Linked DNA regions of Dromaius novaehollandiae: region 1 is linked to region 2. The links are chromatin contacts, called in public Hi-C maps. All regions are on one chromosome and are shown on one strand. Each heading gives the region's core, a stretch centred on a gene start, on an enhancer-like site or on the middle of the called end of the contact. The rest is flanking DNA. Distances are from core to core; before and after follow the strand shown. Region 1 holds the start of PDCL2 (phosducin like 2). Region 2 holds the start of CRACD (capping protein inhibiting regulator of actin dynamics).

Region 1 (7,038 bases), core at 727-3,226, 200 kb after region 2:
CTTAGAGTGACTTCTTGTGGCTTTTTTTCTCTCACAACATCATACAAAATGGGCATAATTCATTCTTTGATCTTAAAAGTTGAAATTGTACTGTGTAGTTTTCCTCCTGAGGTGGTTGTGCATTAAATGATAACTGGTCTCAGGTTTATCTTTAATGATGATCACCGTGACAAAACTGAGGAATTTACCAATTTCTATATATGCTGAGTTCTGTGCGGCTTTCTTGTTGAAACTGGTCAGTTTTACAGATTGCTTGTTGGGTATTTGTCTTTCAGCCACGCAATGGAAGGAGATCAGTGGATTTTCACTAAGGAGGTATTTATATAATGCTTCTAATCAAGATCTATATTTAAATATGTTGATCTTTATACAAATAGGCCAAATATTTATGTTCAGAAGTAGTATTTAACGCTGAAAGTCTTTAACTGTGCAGTCAACTTAGATTTCTGCAGACAGATTTTTCCAGATCCACTAAATTCACCTATCTCAAACTGGAGTGAATAGAAGCCGTAGGTACTCACTCCCTAGAACAAAGAAATCGGAGGTGTTTCAGGCAGCAAGAAATGGAAAACACCCCAGATTTGCAGAGTTTGGAAAATTACTAATGATGGTAAGTGGATGTAAGGAAGCACCAATCCAACTACCTGTCAAGTCTATACTGAGAAGTAAGCTGGCATTCTGGGGCTAATCCTTCTGCTCTTACACAGAAGAAAACTCACACTGAAACTAAGTATTGACTTCCCAATTTAATTTCAAACGATTCAACTCTTTGGAGATATAAAAAAGTTTTTCTTTGCCAGTATTATAATGCTGTCTTATCTAATACATTTTACAGCTCTATCATATTTTAAGCATTTAGTGTTATGTCATATCAACAGCTAAAGCTTTTTCTTATTTTTCAGGATTTTAGATTCCTGATCTAGAAATGCTGCAGGAATGCGGAGTACATGGACATACTGTTTTCCTTACAAAAATTTTTCTTTACTAATGTACGATTCAAAAATCACTAGAATGTAAATGTTCTTAAACTAGATTCAGTTAAGAACTGAAATGTTTCTTTACTTTCCTGAATATATTAAAAGCATATTAAAATTATTTGTTTCCTAGTGTTGTGTTTACAACTGTGTGTAGTGCAACTGTAAAAAAGTCACAGTGTATGCATGTAGAAGACACTGCCTCTAACAGTATTGATATTTACATTTATTTTCCCTTCCAAATAAAGGCATTCAGTTAGAGTTGTTTTAATGTTTGCAATGTAGACTTTTTTTCAGAACACTGCAAATATTTGTCTTTAAAATCACAGCTTATTTTGTAATATAACATTCTGCAGCTCCTTTATTAATACTTATGCTAACTTATGTAGCCAAAGTGTTGCATTTGCACATTCTTATTGTGCTCTCCTATTTATTGGAAATGCATATTGTTTCATTATTGAATAAAAGTAAACTCAGTCCCACAAAAAAGATGTATGCTGAAGCCAAGCTTTCATGCCTGATAAAATGGTGCAGTAGGTCTAATTCATGTGATACATTTTTTTTGCTCTACCACAACATGTAATACCGCACTGTGACAAAATTAAGGGAGCAGAGGGAAGAAAACCCATGAGAAAATGCCATGTTTCAAAAAATATAAATATTTCAGTGAAGAAAAACTATATAATTAGAATCTCTGTTATGTTCAGTGTGTAGGAAGGCCAAACAAAAGCCATGACATGAGGCAACCTACGACCCCTTACGCGGTTTCCTAAAATGACCCCACTACCGATTTGGTGCCGTTTCCGCCAGCCGCGGGAGCAGGGGCGCGAGCGGCATAAGCGCCGGGGCAGCCGGCCTCAGGCGCAGGCACCCAACGGCCGCGACGCTCAACCCAAACAGCCCCAACGGCCGGGGCGGTGCCGCGACCGTTAGCCCGGTGAGGGGCGGGGCCGGCCGCCCCGCCCCAACGGCCGCTCCGCCCCGCCCCGCCCGCCCGCCCGCCGGGTCAAACCTGCGTGAGGGGAGCGAGGCGGCGTGGGGCGGCGTAGCTATGCAGGTGGGGTCCGGGAGCGGGGAGGAAAAGCGGAGATGGTCGGGAGGGCAGGAGCGTAGCCGTAGGCCGCGGAGGGCTTCCTCGGTGCGGCCAAGCCCGCCGCAGCGCCCCCGAGGGCGGAGAGGGACCTCACGAAGCCTTCCCGGCCCCTGCGGGGTGTCCGGAGAAGTGACGGGTTAGAAGAGCGATTGGTGTGGGGTTTCTTGTGAAAATACGTCAGGGAGGCTATGTGACTTTTTTGTTGTTGTTGGTTTTTTTTTAGCAGTTTACTTAATTATTAATATCCTTTATGAATAATAAAATACTACACTGTGGTAGCTGGGTGATCATAGATGTAGCAGGCTGTAAAGTATTGTGTCACTTGCCCAAAGAGGAAGGTGCAAAATTAATACTTAAATTTAGCTTAGAAGTGTTATTTACTCTCCAGAATTGAAGTTACCCAGCCTAGGGGTCAAACTTAATATGTGTGAGTATCACCCCTGGCAAAGCTAGCGATAAGTGATATTATCTTTGGCAGCAGTAAGAAGTATTGTGAGAAGTTTTCTTGTTTGGGAGTGTGACCTGCTAGTTGAGTAATGCTGCTTCGGTAGTCCAGCTTTCTACTGAAACCAGTTTATGTCAGATCATTTTTGCTGTTGCTTGGCTCCTTTGCCAGTTACAGTCAAACATCTGATGAAGTTTTTGACACACAATTTAATTCTTCTGTGCATATACTGCAAACTTACACTGATAGGTTAACACTTGGGTTCTTAAGCATTGATTTAACTCAATTGGTTAAAAATTGTTGAAAATTTGGCAGCTTCTGATCTTCCCTTCCTTGACATTGGAGTTCAGATTTATCTCAGAGGCCTTTTTTTTTTATGTTTACCATGATGTTAAATGTAGTATTCTTGATCCAATTCTTGCTTTTACAAGATGTAAAAGTACCTAGAAAAGGTCCAATGTACAATCAGTTAATCAATTCACGAACCTGTTGAGAGTTATAAACATTAAAAAGAAATGGTATAAAGTACACTACTTAAGTAAAATACCGTAGAGAGACTTTATTTAGGATGTACATTTACAGAAAGACACAAAGTGTTGAAATCTTTCCTGGCAAACACTGGCTGGAGCTCGTCTTCTAGTTTAAAGTTACCTACATTCAGCCTCTGTTTCAGTAGTCCTTTTCTGTTGTATGGTTTTGAAATGTATTTGTCCAGTTATGTTTATGATTATTATGAGCTTTATGTCTCTCAATCCTTCCAAATCCTTCTGCTACGGAGAAAAATTTTGCACTCTGTGAGGCAGAATCTAATCCTTACCTAAGTCAGGCACGAGAGCATTTGTATGGAGGCCGAAGTGCATGTGTATCACTGTTGTTTCTTCGGTGGTTCCCCTGGAGTAGTCGTCTTAGTTCTGTGGGGTTTTTTGGTATCCTGACTGCACCTGAGTAAAAATTCTTCTTTGGTGAAGAATTTAAAACATGTAATAAGACAAGCAGTAAGACAGAATTTCTTATATAAGTAAATGCTGGGAATTAACTATAGCAAATCTTCATTTAGGTTTTTCCTACTCCAGGCCCATTAGTGACTATCTATTTTAGGATTATATGTGGATCTTCTCTTTTATTTTTTACAAAGGATTATATTTTTCAATCAAAGAAGGAGAACATATAACTTATTCTTAAACCTTTATTTCACTTTTCCTGTGTGCATGTATACATGCAGAAGTGGTGTGATGTAAATAAACATGGTATATCAGGTAATTTATGTTGACCCATTAGTATTATTCATTTAAAATAAAAAGTTGGGTTTTTTTCTTTTCTGATTCTAGGCATGCTTTTACATGTTTATTCAAAATGTCAATTAAAATATTACTACAGAAGTCATGCCTTATAAAACTATTTCTTTAAATATGTATATGTGAGTGATGTTTTGGGTTTCTGAAGAAGGTTTCTATATATCTTTCAGACAAAATCTTAACTGATATTTTGGAGACTGAGATAGGTTTAATTATACTTAAATTGGGTGGGGGGGTTCCTTTCATTTTCTTGCTGTTGTCTGTCCAGAAGTGAAAAATGCCAAATGAAAATTCATGATAGATTAGAGAATGGTCCATGAAGACATTGCAGAGTCTAAGTAATGGTGTGCATTTGTTATGGCCTTACTATATGGCACAATGAAAAAGTTCTGGTTTTGGTATAAAAAAGGGGCATGGGTGACTAATTTGTTGACTTATTTTTGTTTCATAATATCAAAACAGGATCCAAATGAAGATACTGAATGGAATGATGTATTGAGAGACTTTGGAATTCTTCCTCCAAAAGAAAAACCAAAAGATGAAATTGAAGAAATGGTTTTACGCTTGCAGAAAGAAGCAGAAGGCAAGTAAAATCAAAATATATGTCATTAATATAACAACATTTGGAAGGCTGAGGTATTTGCAGTAATGCTTTTTGAGCTGTAAATATTGCATAATAATTATATTATTTTAATTATTTTCACCCAGTTGATTTTTTTTTTTAAAAAAAAGGATACTGAATTAAACATACTGTAACTTTACTGACAAACATTACGGCATCTGTTATGTACAGCTAACTCATTTGCATCATTTTAACAAAGGGACTAGGCAGTATAAGCAAGATTCACATGCAAAGAAATTGGTAGTAATACACTCCTGTATTTCGGTAAGAACATGTGGATTTCATTTTAATTGCTTTTCTGCTTTCCAGCAGCAAAATATTTTTCTTCCTGTCACTGTTTTCCATTACTCCAAACTCCTCATATGATTAATATTTTCAATTTCTGTGAAAAGTTTTGCAATTTATGAGCCAAATTGACAGTCTTTTACATCTGTCATCACAATTTTGTACATCAAGTATCTTTGCTGTCCAAAATCAGGTATTGACATGCAAACATCCATGTCCTGTCCACAGTGGGCATGAAGAAAAATGTATTCTTTGCAGATACCTGTATGTATTAGAAAATTGTTACTGTTACTATGGCTTCCCATAGTTTCCCCTGGAAGAATAAAAAGCACAAAAGTGTGATTACAACCATAGTAGGAACTGGGAGTGGCACCCCTGTGTAAAACTGTGCCTGTTGGTACCAACTTCATTCCTGCAGGCAAGCAGCTTTGCATAGAGCCACTTAGGCTCTTGTTTAAATGTGTTGTAGTAATTCTCACTTTGTGACAAATTACAGACTTCCAAATTGAGAGGCAAATTACAGTTGGTTCAGCAGTTTTCAGCTCTGTGTGTTTCTTTGACAATCCGCTGTGTTCCTTTGACAATTTACAACAGGGAAAACACACAGTCTTTGTGGCTTCAGCAGCAGCTTCTGCCAAATTCTTGGAGGCACTGTTCATCAGAATGGTGTTTATCTAAAGAGGTATTAGAAGGTAATATCCCAAAATAAAAAAGTGGCAGAATGGCATACCACTGCGTGCTACACTGTTTAAATCACTGTTCTATGTTAACAACTTCAGTCCTTTTGGACTTATTTTTAAGCCGTTTTTTTTGAGATCTGTGATCATTCATTTGCAGACTTTTGCAATCCTTTCTAGACTCCCATCAGTCGGTCTGGGCGGAAGTAGAATCCGGTACAGATGTAGTTAGATCCAAGAGCATAGCACATGCAAGTACCTAAGCAAGTAAATATCAGTTATGGTTAAATAATTTCATTTTTTCTCTCTTAACCAAAGGTATACCAAAATTGACTAATCTCTGAAATTACAGGTACATTTTTTCTTTCATTAATTCCATGTCTGTGTAATAATTTTCATACAGACATTTACAGTGTTTGCAGATAGTTTAGTGAACAAAAGATGATTTTTTGTTTGTTTGTTCTAGTGAAACCTTATGAAAGAATGAATCTTAAAGAATTAAAGGAAGCTGAAGATGACTTCGATGAGGCTGATGTGAAAGCTGTTGAAATGTACAGGTATAGTAAGATATTCCTAGCCAGATTAACAATGCATATGTCACTATTATACGTGTCCACAGAATCACAGAATGGTTGAGGTTGAAGGGACCTCTGGACATCATCTAGTCCAACCCCCCTGCTCAAGCAGGGTCACCTAGAGCACGTTGCCCAGGATCGTGTCCAGACGGCTTTTGAGTATCTGCAAGGAAGGAGACTCCACAACCTTTCAGGGCAGCCTGTTCCAGTGCTCTGTCACCCTCACAGTAAAGAAGTTTTTCCTTATATTCAGATGGAACTTCCTGTGTTTCAGTTTGTGTCTGTTGCCTCTTGTCCTATTGCTGGGCACCACTGAAAAAAATCTGGCCCCATCCTCTGTACATCCTCCCTTCAGATACTTATATCTGTTGATAAGATCCCTCCTCAGCCTTCTTTTCTCCAGGCTGAACAGTCCCAGCTCTCTCAGCCTTTCCTCACATGAGAGAGCAGTCCCTTAATCATCTTATTAGCCCCTTGCTGGACCCTGTACATGGTCCTGAAAAATAAACTAAGAATTTTTTGAATAGTAATGTCTACTGAGTGACACAGCTGCCTTGTTTCACCTTCTTTCTGCTCCTTTGCCAACAGATAGAGGGGACAGCACTAAAGTTACTGTCCTGCTTCCTCCTGATTGTCAATAGCAAAGAGAGGGAATTTACACTGCAATTTACTTTGACATTTTGTTAAAAAAAAGTTATTTCCCTTTTAAAATACTTAATTTAGTCTCAAAGCTGCATGTTTAAGGGAAGAGATCGCCATTATGCATTGCTTAACTTAGCTGGATGAAGATACACCATAACCACTGTATGTAGAAAAGTGTTGCATGTTTGAAGTGTTGTATACCCATCTTAGTTAAAACATTTAATTTATGCAAGTAGGGTTCATTCACTGACTAATTCAGATCTGTTCTTCACTCTGCTGCTCTAAACACACCGCTTTCTGCCAGTCATTAGGAATTAGAGCAATGCTGATGAATACTCAAAGAAAGGAGGAGTCCTGTGACTCATATTTTGTCTTTTCTTTTGGATAACAGTTTCTGTAGATTTCAAATCAGGAGGAAATGGAGTCGGTT
Region 2 (7,555 bases), core at 1,855-4,354:
TACATATGGTGCAGATTAATGAAAAAACATCATAGGTGTTTAAAGCATTTCAACATTTATATCACACTGAAGGAAGCTATTATGCAACTATATTGCCCTGAGTCTGTGGATGCCTAAGAAATTGACTGTACTTTTTGCTATAATTCTCCTATTTGGGCCTTTAAGAAATAAAGGACTCCTGTATTGATTTTGTGTGAGCAAAAAAACCCTCCTAAAAAGCAGAGTCAGCTATTTTCCAATATGAGTAATTCAGAATATGAAAAAATATTTTCTTGTACTGTCTTGTGAGGAAAAAAAGATATAATGCAGTCAATTTAAATACACGCTATCTAAATAAAAATTCTAGTTGTGTTTACTAGACTTCATTTTAATAAAGCAACCAAATATATTCACGTTCATAATTTCATTATCCCTTTTCATTCAACTCTTATTATGCCATGTACTTCTTATTTAAAAAGAGCTTAACTGACACATCTACGCCAGGAATATATCGAAATAACCCTAAGCTTCATTACCCACAGGGGTATCTCAGTTTTCAGAGACTGACTAAGATATCTGGCAAAACGGTATTCAGAATAACTAATAGGCAAAGCAGAAGAAACCTCAAAACTTCAGTATTCTTATTACAGCAATCAGAAGCGTGAAACTAAAATAAATTATGCTTTTTAGTATCTGCAATTAAAACGAAATAATGCTGCCGAAATAACAGCCCCTTTTTAAAGTAAATCTATTTTTAGTTTGCAGTAACTGGATGTAAAAAAATAAATTTATCTAATGGATTAACAAGTCACCACTGCAAACATCTGTATAACCTCACAAGGCAATAGAGCCCAAATCAGCTCTAAGCAATAAACTGAAAAAAAAGAAAAAAAAAAGAATGCTTTAGAATACAGCAAGAGCATTAATAATTTACACCGTGTTTGCTACCAGTGCAATTTTATAAATCACATTACGCAAGGTATAGGAAAGAATATTCATTTCTAATAAGTGTGAAACAATTCCTTCTAAATGCAGGATTGTCCACATGGATATCTGAAAAGAGTGCTTAGTTTTAGAACAGGATGTTCTGAGACATATTTTCCTTTTGAGAGGGAAAAAAGCCCCAGTATCAAACAGTAGCAATCTCTTTTCCAAGCACCATATTTATTAGAAAAGATTTCTGAGGAATTCTTATAATTAGCAAACTCTGACATAAGTACATAATAAATCACTCTCATGTAAAGTTTCTATGCACTTCACAGATAGATGCCTCTCTCAAATTCAAGTTCACTGTTGAATGAAATATTCAAAACCAAGCACCTCTTATCTGCTAGACTGATGGCAACCAAGAAAGAGCTGGATTTTTTAATTTGATAATTCCTGACCTGTATTCAAATCACATAAAGTAAGTTATATGCAGAGCTGCTAATCACTGCCCATGTTAGAAAATATCAGTAGCTTTGTTGAAGAAGCTCACAATAACACTTATGTCCACCGATTAATGTTTTGATATAATTAAAAGACTTAATTGTCTATGCAAGGCGCAATTAGAATCATCTTGGTGATGGGAGTACTTGAGTGTGCACTACTAAATATTAAATAAAAATCAATTCTAATCCCTATTTATTATCTTTAATCTAATAAAATACAGAACCTGATAAGCGTTACTACTATTGGGTGGCTAAACCATCTAAAATTCTAAGAAAAAGGCTCTCTCATACTATAAACTGTTTGAGGAACATACACAAAATCTGTTTAGGAATATAACAAATTTAAATTATCTACAGAATATTTATTATTAGGCCTGTGGTTGTAAATGACACTTACCTTTCCCTTTGCTCACCATCCCCCACACAACCAAGAGCAGATCAGTTTCAGGGCCATTATTGTCAGGCATATTAAATTTTCAGGATGCACAGTTGTGGCTTCCAGGTCTCTACTCACCCCGTGAACTGTGTTTCACTGGGCATTTTTACACTTAAAATAACAGAGCAGAAGTATAGTAACATTTTGTGAGCTACAGATATGCAGATTTGTGATCTATTCATGTTAATACCAGCAGTATGAATAAAAAGCCCAAACCCCATTCACTAAAAATCTCTTAATGATATATAATGAAAAGATTTAAGTCATATTTTTATCTCTAAAATAGACATTTTCTAATAGAAGGGATTGTGTAAGAAACCAATTTCCCATGCAAGTTATTATTACCTCTAGCTTACCTGCTCCAGTCTTAAGGAAAGGGTAAGAAACAGAAACCATGTACTAGTGTCTTTCAACCATGAAAAGCAGCAGATTTCATAGCTCATTAAAACGTGATGGCAGTTATATGATAAATGGCTTACAGGAGCTTAAACAAAGCAACGCAGCCCTTGAGAAGCATAGTGTGAAACAAAGTCATCTTTCTGACAGATTGTGCTTTTCAGCAAAGCTAAAAGAATACAGGGTTCTCTGGGAAAACGCTAACAAAGGAAAAATAGAAGAAATTTTAAAAAAATAACAATCATTGAATTCCCTGGCAGCGACAGAGTAGCACCTTCGGAAAATCACCCACACGCGTTCCTACTCCTTCCATTTAACAAAGGTAGTTGAACCCTGGCATAGAGCTACTTACATGTGCTGTTTTTTTGGCTGTCCTCACTGTGCATTCGGCTGCCACTAGCACATACACGGCCACAATCGCTTTTCATTGGCATCCAAAAACGCAGCACCACATGTAGCAAAAGCGGCTCCCCATCTCGGGGGCACGGCGGGAAGCAGCGCACCTCCTCCGGCAGTGCCGAAACGCCCGCCGCGGCCAACAATAGCGGGCAGCCCCGACTGACAGCCCGTCCCGAAACACAGCGACTGCTGAGCAGAGGCAGGGAGATGCTAACGCCTGAGCAGCAAGGTCAGGATGCAGAGCAGCAGAGCCGCCTGCAACAGCTTTGGGCTGTGGAAAGCCTCGCACTGAAGCAGCGATTTGCGAAGGAGACAAAAAGGTCCTACCTGTTTTCCCTCGCTCGTTTGGTAAGCAGCGACCGAGGAAAGGGTGGCTTCTTCTTGCAGTGGATGCAGCAGCCGCCCAGCGCGCCTCAAGCAGCCTCCCCGGCTCCCCCCGCGGCTGCCCCCCCATGGCGATGCGAGCGCCGCCGCTCAGCCGCTCCCCTGCGCCCCGCAGCCCGCCTCGCCCGCGGCGGCGGCGGGAGGCACCGCCCCACCGAGCGCCGGGCCCTGCCCGCGGTCTGCCGCCGCCGCCCGCAGCCGCCGCTCCGCTCGCGACCTCCTGTTCAGCTCCTTTTACCGGGAAGAAAGGCACAGGCTGGATTTATCTGGAATGCCCATTCGCGCCCACCCTCCCACTGCAATGCCCAAAGAGAGCAGACCTGCAGCTCTGTCTGTTGGCCAATTTGCTCGCATGCAGTGCCCAGCTAGCACCAGATCCAGACAATTTTTGATCCTCCTCATTTACTAAGAAAAGGGAGAAATAACAACAAATAAAAAACAAAAACCAGCTGTTCCCCACCACAGCCGCACAGGAAACACCCTCCCTTCTTTTCCACATCCTTAAATCTGGTGGTCGTATTGGCTCTTTTGGGGCCCCACGCGTCTGCTCTGCTATCTACACTGAGATTTTACCAGTGCTGGACACCAGTTTTCCAAGGAGAGAGCAGCAAAGCCAGATCGTGCACTTAGTCCTATCCTTATTGCCACTTTTTGGATCAAAACTGATCTCGTGATCCATGTTCTGACACTGCTGAGAAAGAAAACTTTACCAGTCAACTATCTGGATTCGGACACGCCCATGGACAAAATGCCACACAGTTTTGGATCCTGCTTGCTCCTTAACTTTCTGGCCCAGTCAGAATGCTCCTTCTGCTATTCCTAAAAGAAACTGCATCTTACAGAAACATAGTACCTATGCTAGATCAGACCAAAGATCTATACTGCACATTTTTCTGTCTCTGTGGCCCATACTGCATATTAAAGGAAACATGTAAGTATAGGTAGGCAAGCTTTTACTGTTATATTCTTAGAAAACTCTCCCACTCACCAGTGATTCGCAACTCAGTGAATTCCTGAGACAGAGGTGTTATCTGTGCAAAAAATTAGCTGTATGTCTCTGGAATAAACATTAATTAAATGCTAGAAGGCATTTTTTTCACCTGCAGTGTTGTACAGATGACCAGTCACATAAGCCAGAAGAGGTGCATTCCATTCCTCTTTCAGTCCCTTCACTGCTAAAGTCATAGCATACAGGGCATGATGTCTTTCACAGATACACCAGAAATGAAGCTGTACGCACCAGATCCAGTATCTGGAGGGACGTTAAGTATATTAAATGCATCTTTATATTAGCAATTTTTTATATAGGGATACAAAAAAAACCCCAACTATCAGAGCTGGATTTTGCAACACCCCATTGAAGGATTCGGGTGTTTTGCTCCGTTTTGTCTTTGTGCTGTTGCAGATCCTACACGTTTTAGGCAGTAGAATTTGGCAGTATAGATGCAAAACTTCCACAGTAACCATCAGAATACAAGTAAATTCACCTTTTACCAGGTCCTTCCAATCACTCCAATTACGCAATTGTATCAGATCTTGTTTTGACAAAGATCAACTTTACACTTTCACAGAGGAGAAAAATAAGCTAAAGCAAGATTTTTTTCCTTAAGAAGTGACACTTGCTGGAAAGTAATGCAATAGTAAACCTCACTGGAAAAGTGATGGATGGGCTTTAAAGAACAGATGGCTTTATTATTAGTTGTCCCACTCTGAGTTTGTTAGATGTATCTAGACTTTCTATGGAATAATCCTAACTTGTCAATGCCATGATCGTTAGAGAAGACATCAGTCCCCTAGGTGGCGCAAACACACCATTTAAAAGCACTGAGCAGGCTGCCCTGGGGCGGTAATTCCCCTCCCATTCAGTATGTTTTCATTCATCCATTTATTCAAAACGAAAGCATACAGAAAAGGGTAACACACGCAGCTATAGTCCAGTAACCCACATATCACTTTAAAATCAAAGAAAGCTCAGAATGTCAACATGTTCTTTGTACTTCCAGGCTCAATGAAAAAAGGTACAAACTTCCTGAACAATAGCATTTACTCCTGTAGACTTTCTGACTTACCGACAGCAGACCAACCATGCTGTAACTCATTTCTGCAACTGCATTCAAGAAAAAATGGCTGTCGTTTCTCAGCAGTATTAAAACTGAGTAGAAAAAGGCACTGACATTCTCACTTTTCCCCCTTTCCTCTATTTCCCATCACGGTATTCTAGTTTGTTCAAACAATCTAATTCCTACATCACTGGCTTGGAACGGTAAAGGAAACACCCCTGCCAAATCCCTGGTGAAGCAACTCTGCTCAGACAGTGCTGAGCTAGCACCACAAACAGGTAGCACAGGCAAAGATACCATCAAATATGCCAAAACTCATGATCTACCTGAGCTCTAATATAGATAAATCCAAAACTGAGCCAAAACAATGGTAATGCTATTATTTTTATCCTTATAATTTAAAATAAGAAAATCAATCTAATATAAGAAATAAAGTATGAACTCCCTACAGATATAGGGAGGTTAACCTAATCAGCTTACTGTTCAGAAAATTTTACAGAATCGCTGGGGTTGGAAGGGACCTCTGAGCAGGGTCAACTAGAGCAGACTGCTCAGGACCATGTCCAGTCACATTTTGAGTATCTCAAAGAATGGAGACACCGCAAGTTCTCTGGGCAACCTGCTCTAATGTTCAATCACCCTCACCCTGAAAAATTTTTTTCTTATGTTTAAATGGAATTTCCTGTATTTGTGCCAATTGCCTCTTGTCCTGACACTGGGCACCACTGCGGAAGTCTAGTTCTATCTTCTTACTCTCCCCCCACATCAGGTTTTTAAACACAATGATAAGATCCCCCCTGTGTCTTCTCTTCTCCAGGCTAAACAATCCCAGCTCTCTCAGCCTCTGCTCCTATGTCAGATGCTTGATCATCTTTGTGGCCCTCCACTAGACTTGTTCAAGTACATCCATATCCTTCTTGGACTGGGGAGCCCAGAATTGGACACAGCACTCCAGATGTGGTCTCACCAGCGCTCAGTAAAGGGTAAGGATCACCTTCCTTGACCTGCTGGCAACACTCTTCCTAATGCCACCCAGGATACCATTGGCCTTCTTTGTCACATGCGCATACTGCTGACTCATGATCAACTTGTCCACCACATCCTTTTCTGCAAAGCTGCTTTCTATTCTCCCAGTTTTGTATCATCTACAGACTTGCTGAGGGTGCAGACTGTCCCATCATCCAGGTCATTAAAAAAGATGCTAAGCAGTATTGGTCCCAGTATCGACCCCTGGTGGACACCACTAGTGACTGGCCTCCAGGTGGACTAAAGACACCCTTTGCCACTAAAACCAACCTTTTGATCCTGGCAGTTCAGCCACTTTTCAGTCCACCTCACTGACCACTTATCTAATCCATACTTCATCAGCTTGTCTGTGAAGATGTTACGGAAGATAGTGCCAAAAGCCTTGCTAAAGTCAAGATAAACCACATCCATTGGTCTCCTCTCATCCACTGAGCTGACTACTTCCAACCACCCTCCTGTTGTTCATATGTTTGGAAATGGTTTCCTGGAGGATTTGCTCTATCACCGTCCCAGGGATCAAGGTGAGGCTAACTGGACTGCAAGTTCCCAGATCCTCATTCTTGACCTTCTTGAAAATAGCAGTGACATTTGCTTTCTTCCTGTCCTCAGGAACCTCTCCCTGATCACCAGGACCTTTCAAAGATTATCAAGAGTGGCCTCACAGTGACACAATGACACTGGCCAGCACCATCAGCATTCGTGCATGCATCAGATCAAGATCCAATGCATTTGTATATGTCCAATCTGTTTAAATGTTCCCTGACCTTTCTCCTCTACTGAGAGTTACAGACTTCCTCATGGTCTCAGAGCCTAGGATTTCTGAAGGCAAATCTTACCAGTAAAGACTGAGGCACAGGAAGCATTGAGTACCTTGGCCTTTTCCATGTCCTTTGTCACCAGGGCCCCTGCATCATTCAGCAGCAGGCCCACATTTTCCCTCATCTTCCTTTTGCTGGTCATATACTTACATAAACCCTTCTTGCTTACCATCCTGGCCCTCACCAGATTCAGCTCCACATGGGCTTTGGCTTTCCTAATCCCATCCCTGCACCCTCAGACAGCTTCTCTGCATTCCTCCTGGGTCACCTGTCCCTGCTTCCACACCTCTTGATGCTTCCTTTCTATGTGAGTTTAATCAGGAGCTCCTTATTCCTGCCACCTTTGCTTGACTTCCTGCTCAATAGGATGGACCACTCTTGAGCCTGGAGAGGTGATCCTTGGAGGGAAAAAAAAAAAAAAAAAAAAAAAAAACTAGCTCTCCTGGACCCCTCGTCTCTCCAGGGCACATGTCCTGTATTTCATGCATGTCCCTGAATAGGTTGCAGTCATCTCCTGAAGTCCAGGGTTATGATCCTGGTATTTATCTCGTTTCTGCTTCTCAGGATCCTAAGCTCCACCATCTCATGGTCAGTGCAGCTAAGGCTGGCCCTGACCAGTTCTTCCTT

What was found. Hi-C and Micro-C count contacts between places; a contact is called where the count stands out from the background.
Region 1: a Hi-C map of brain shows a contact between it and region 2, with 2.5 times the contacts expected there. The contact joins the promoter of PDCL2 here to the promoter of CRACD in region 2. A contact is called at or near these places in 2 of 4 Hi-C or Micro-C datasets (brain and liver).

The regions. Positions count from the first base shown.
Region 1 is chr4:57,825,517-57,832,554 of bDroNov1.hap1, forward strand. It overlaps PDCL2 (phosducin like 2), which reads left to right and starts at 1,977. Exons shown (of 6, transcript XM_064511145.1): 1 at 1,977-2,031; 2 at 4,270-4,390; 3 at 5,858-5,948. The coding sequence starts at 2,026. NMU (neuromedin U) reads left to right here. Exons shown (of 8, transcript XM_064511770.1): 7 at 276-315; 8 at 903-1,071. The coding sequence ends at 311.
Region 2 is chr4:57,621,040-57,628,594 of bDroNov1.hap1, forward strand. It overlaps CRACD (capping protein inhibiting regulator of actin dynamics), which reads right to left and starts at 3,105. Exons shown (of 12, transcript XM_026093775.2): 1 at 2,968-3,105.